Regions from separate parts of the Anser cygnoides genome. Here region 1 is linked to region 2. A link is a contact called in public Hi-C data. All regions are on one chromosome and are shown on one strand. The core of a region is the stretch at or near the end of the contact, and the rest is flanking DNA. Distances in the headings are between cores, read along the strand shown. Region 1 overlaps CLASP1 (cytoplasmic linker associated protein 1). Region 2 holds the start of NIFK (nucleolar protein interacting with the FHA domain of MKI67).

Region 1 (2,700 bases), core at 62-2,561, 59 kb after region 2:
GGAAGTTGACAGCTCAGAGGCAATTAGCCGAAAATTACCTATTCTAGATTCCCATGTTATGCTAGTAATAAAGCTAGTCACTGGATGTCACTTCGCTATTTATTATAAGGAGAAAAATAACCAAGTGTTGCCATGTGCCTGTGGGTGGGATATTGTTTGTTTGTCAACACACATCCGAGCACCAGAATTAGACTGGGAGGAGCGGTGAGTTTTTGTGATACCACAGAGAGGTTTAGAACTGACAAACACCGTGCTGTGCTTTTCTGCATTCATGCCTCATTGTGCAATTTGATTTTCCATTATGTCTTGTTCTCTATTTTGTTTTCAAGCTGAAATAGAAAGTGAAATAGGAAACTAATTTAATTGACTCAGCATTCCCTTGCTATAAAAAAGCAAGGAAAGACCCCTTTATCCCCACAGGGGTTGAGAAAGTAATAATGTCTATGATTCAAAAATCAGTACTGCCAGCTGACTGTACGTCCTTGTGGAAGATATAAATGGGCAAGACCAGCTCTGCTTCCTTTCTATTACACAAATTTGTAAACAAGCATATTACTGCACTCTGGATTTAAAATCCTTAGATTTAAAAGGGAGTGATGGGAGCAAACAGGCAGAGGAGGACAAATGGTGCTCAGCTGCATGCTGAACAGGCTTTTATTTTGGAGGAGAGGTGGCAATCATCTGCTAGGTCACACAGAGAAGTCATTTAGGAGGGTGGAGAGTTTGCTGGTGGTTAAGTTACTGAGAGACATGTACTGTAGGGCTGCTTTCGGAGCACAGTGCTCTTCCTCAGCATCTCAGGAGCACTGCAGATAATGACTACAGGGAAAGGTAGGTGCTAATGAACATGCCACAGGGGTGGGTGGGTTTATTTGTTAGCATCTGAATATTTGCCTGTTAAATTTCTTTTTAATATTGCGAAGAGACTGAAGCAATCTTGCAGTAGAAGTGAAACTAACAGCCTGTAAGCATCTGTGGCATGGTGACATCGAGTTCAGCTTAAGCTTCTATAAAATATGATAAATGACCTGTTTGACAGGGGTAAAGGAAGAGTATGTATATGTAAGGACGCAGAACGTGCCATGAGAGGGGTGAAGGGCAGGTATTTTCAGATGTTCTCGCTGGTTTGTGATGTTTGGTCACTGAAGATTTATTTCTGAAGTGGTTCTTTTTGCAGTATCAGTTGGGAAGTTTATTTAAATTGGATGTAACTCCTTTTGAGGTAACATTGAATTGTAGTTCCAAGAATGTGCTGAATGGGGATACCACCAGCTTTTTTGTAGTTTTGTGTTTTAACTACATTTTTGTAACAGAAAAGGATACCTGTGGAAGTCGGAGAGGCGGGGGGGGAGGACTAGGTGAGTGGAAATTGAAAGGCAGAGGAGCTCTGTATCTATTCACCTGTGAAGAATTAATTTATGGGATGGAATTATGTTTTGAGTTTATTTCTGGTACATTGTAAGCCTGTGCCTTTCATCTTAGCTGTTAGAGGAATTGATTTCTGTTAGCCATCTTTACAAAAGCTGTCTTCTTTTCTCCATTTTCCCCATTCAATGTACGTGTTGTCCTGCTGAAGTACCTATTATGTTGTGGATATAGCAGGTGAAATTGAGCAAGTTTGAGATTGTCAGTATCTGAGTTGCATGGATGTTGGGTTTGTGGTGTTTACCCTCTCAAGATGAGGTAATTGGCAGCTCTTCTTGTACAGGGTTTAGAAGGTGGAAATCACCTGAGTAAATCAAATACCATGGGACTGATACTGCGTGACCGTACTTGCTGTTTTTACACTCAGCTCTTTAGACTTTAGATCCTGTCGTAATATTGTGATTTGCCAACACTATTGCAAGGCAATCTGTACACAGATTTTTCAGAGGAGGCAGGGGGATGCATTTACGTGGTGTTAACTGTGAACAGTCAATTAATGCCTCCCAGCTCTGGGAACCAAAACACTAAAACCTGTATTGGTCAGTTCTTAATCTCATCAGTGAACTACACTGCCTGTCACTGGGCCACGTTACCATCTGTAGCTGAGATACCTCCTTCATTCTGTCTCCTCCTGTGCAGGTGACAAGAGAGGAATTCAGAATATCTTTTTTTCTAAAATTGGAATTGTATGTTGAAGAATTAAGGTACATACCAGATTTTTTTTAAAGAAACTAAGCATGTATTTGTTAATGAAGCACAATGATTTCGTCATGCTGGAAACTTCTCAGCTTTGAAGGATTAGCTGTTGTAATGAAGAGCCTGGGGTCACAGTCCGGCTGGTTTTATCTGGGAGGGGAAGCATCTGGTTGGGAAGTTTCTGATCTCCAGGTTGCCATTGGTTGTTGAAGCTGTGATAATAGTTGATAATGTCAGAGGAAAAGTAAGTATAGAAGTTGTTAGGGCTATTATTGTCGCCTGGATTGAATCCAGGGTGCTTTTTGTGTTGACCTACCTCGCAAATTGGGAATAAGCTACTGGCTTTTCCATCGAAATGTGTATTATTCTGTGGATGCAATGTGTTTTTAGGTAAAGGTTGAGTGTGAGTAATCTCAGTGGAGCTCTCACCTTGAGGATGGCACCTTCTTCAGACCATAGGATTCCTTTGCAAGGAAGCAGTGGACCAGAGTTACTTTGGTTGTATGTCTACCAGTGTCATTGCTTTCTTAACCCTTGGCGATTTTATATGAATACAGAAGCCCTCTTTTGCCAAAACGT
Region 2 (2,700 bases), core at 57-2,556:
TTACTTGCCATTCCATCACTTGCTACAAAGCTTTACCAAAGCCATTACTGACTTGGTGAGTGAAATACCTGACAAGCTGACAGCTCCTTACCGCGAGTTAACTCCTAGCCTACTGAGCCTGCATTCGTTATCTGTGGTAGTGCAAGAACGGGAAGCTGAGCGCTCTCCTTTCTGGCAGTTTAACTGTCTCGCATCCTTGCTCAGAGCCTGCAAATTCCAGGACCAGCTCTCTCCCTGACTTAAAAAAAAGTAAAATAGGAAAACACACCGAGCCAGGCACTGGTCTCTGCTACTAAACGTTGCAAAACCATGCCTAAAGTCGACACCCATGCAAAACAACTGTCATGGTCCCTACGATTTCAGTGACTCCAAACAAATCAGCGCAGGCCTGTTGAAGTGGGCCAAGCAGTAGCTGGGGTTTTTAGCACCGCCAGCTTCCCCGAGCGGCCGCAGGCCACGCCTGCCGGTGGAGGCCAGCCCCGTGCCGCTGCCCGCGGCTGGCGGAACCCCAGGCCTCCAGCGGGAGGTCAGGCCGGCGAGCAACCGCCCGCCCCGCGGGGGGGCGAAGCGGCGGGCGAGGGGCTTCTGCTTGTACTCACCTCCGGCTGCGGGCCTCCCGCGTCTCGCCCCTTCCCCAGCTGCTCTCGAGAGCCCCCAGGGAGCTCAGGGCGGCGAGGCCCGGGTGTGCGCTGGGACTGGGGCGGGGAGCTCGGCGCGGGGGGGGGGGGGAGCCGAGGGGGCTGAGGGCAGGGGGGGGGGGCGGGGGGGGCAGGGCAGGGCAGGGCCCCCCCTCCCCGCACTCACTGTGCTGGAAGCCGGCCCCCTGGTGCACGCCCTGCAGCAGCGTCAGGATCTCGCGGGCCGTCTGCTCCAGCGCCTGCACGACCTTGCGGATCTCCTGCGGGCACAGCGCGGCGTCAGCCTGCTCCCCTCCCCGTGCCCCTCGTCCCCCGTCCCCCCCGTCCCGGTCCCGGTGCCCGGTGCCCGGCGCCCACCTCCCGCACGTCCTGGTCGGCCGTCAGCACGCCCTGCAGCGCCACGAACATGGCGCTCACCGACATGGCGCCCACCGCCGCCGCCTCGGGGGGGGCCTTCCGCCCGCCGCCTCGGGGGCCTCGCCGCCGCCGGGCTGCCCCGCGCGCTGCCTGAGCGCCGCCGCCGCCGGGCTGCCCCGCGCGCCGCCTGAGCGCCGGGGAGATGGGGGGGGGGGGGAGGCAGGGCCCCGCCCGCCCCGCTGCGGTGCTAGGCGACGCCGCGCGCTGTTGCTAAGCGATAGCGCCCCCGCCGTTCTGCGCATGCGCGCAGGCTGGAGGCGGGGGGGTGGTGGAGTGGTTCCGGCGGCTGTGGTGAGGCGGGCAAGATGGCGGCGGCGGTGTCGGCGGCCTCGTTCCTGTCCCTGGAGCCGCAGGCGCGGCGCCGTGCCCCGCAGAAGGCGCGGCGGGACCGCAAGCGGCGGGCGGAGGAGGTGAGGGGGCTGTGCAGTCGGGTGGGGCGGGGCGAGGCGGGGGGCGGCCGGGGGCATGGCCTGGCCTAGCCTGGCGTGGTCCGGCCGGGCCCGGCCCGCGGTGCTGGGCCCTGCCCTGAGGCCGGCTGTGCCCGCAGGAGCCGCTGCAGCCGGGCGTGGTGTACGTGGGGCACCTGCCGCGAGGGATCTGCGAGCCGCAGCTCCGCGAGTACTTCGGGCAGTTCGGCACCGTCACGCGGCTCCGCCTGTCCCGCAGCAAGAAGGTGAGCCCCGCCGCGCCCCCCTCCTTCTCCTCCCCTCCGTCCGCCTGTCTGTCCGTCCGTCCGTCCGTCCGTCCTGCAGCGCCTTCGGCAGCCCCGCGGGGCCCTGCCCGCTCCCCGTGCTCTACGCGCACCGCGTGGAGCCTCGGTGCGGTTCCGGGAGCGGGCGGAGGGGGGCTCCGCGCTTCGCGTCGTGCCCTGAAAATGAAACTCGGAAATTGCGTCCGAGGCTGATCGGTAGCGCGTGAGTCTCCGGGCCGCAAGTGGGCGGTTTTTAACGGCGCATTAGGTTTTGCGACCCTTCGTCTGTAAGTAAATATCCGAAGGTGAGAAGTGCCGGAATGCGCTAATCCAAGGTAGGTCACAAATTGTCATGGAGGAGGCTCCGTGTTAGCTTCCTTGTTGGTTTGTGCTCCACAAACTTAACTTCTCGTCACGTCTGGGTGTACCATCGTGTTCTGATATTGCTGTATGAACCTAGTAGTGACAACAGCAATGCGTGGCTTTTTTTTAATGTATAGATATCGGTGAACAGACAGTTTCGTACATGGGTGTATGTTAAAGAACCCTATCTGACCAGCTTAGGACTACATCTGGTGCTTTTCCTGGCCTCACAGAACTCTGTGCCAGCACTTGCCGTTAGCGTACAGAAGCAGCATTTCAGCTCTCTCTCTGCCCTTGCTTGCAGACAGGAGGCAGTAAAGGCTATGGATTTATAGAGTTTGAATCTGACGATGTGGCTAAGATTGTTGCGGACACGATGAACAACTACCTGTTTTCAGAAAGACTGCTGAAGTGTAAGTATAAACTGAGCTGTCCGTTATCTAATGCAAAAGTAAATTCATGCATATTAATATTACCTTTTTGAACTACGGGAGGAATCTCGTCTCTTTATGAAGTTTTGGCCCAACATGATTCTCTGTGGGACTGAGCTGTTCTTGCCTTTCTTTATGTGTAGAGAATATCCTCAGCAGC

The links. Hi-C and Micro-C count contacts between places; a contact is called where the count stands out from the background.
Region 1: a Hi-C map of liver shows a contact between it and region 2, with 2.0 times the contacts expected there. The contact joins the enhancer-like site here to the promoter of NIFK in region 2. A contact is called at or near these places in 4 of 7 Hi-C or Micro-C datasets (blood and liver).

The regions. Positions count from the first base shown.
Region 1 is chr6:27,811,825-27,814,524 of Taihu_goose_T2T_genome, forward strand. All of the region lies in intron 8 of CLASP1 (cytoplasmic linker associated protein 1), which reads left to right. Among named protein-coding and RNA genes, the nearest start is that of CLASP1, 46 kb to the left of the region's middle. Within about 2 kb of position 1,312, at least 1 of the 3 cell types and tissues checked has open chromatin away from gene starts, as enhancers often do. A contact at or near this core is called in liver, where this site is marked.
Region 2 is chr6:27,752,494-27,755,193 of Taihu_goose_T2T_genome, forward strand. NIFK (nucleolar protein interacting with the FHA domain of MKI67) reads left to right here and starts at 1,307. Exons shown (of 6, transcript XM_048072379.2): 1 at 1,307-1,465; 2 at 1,603-1,728; 3 at 2,414-2,522. The coding sequence starts at 1,361. TSN (translin) reads right to left here and starts at 1,157. Exons shown (of 6, transcript XM_066999425.1): 1 at 996-1,157; 2 at 805-898. The coding sequence starts at 1,061.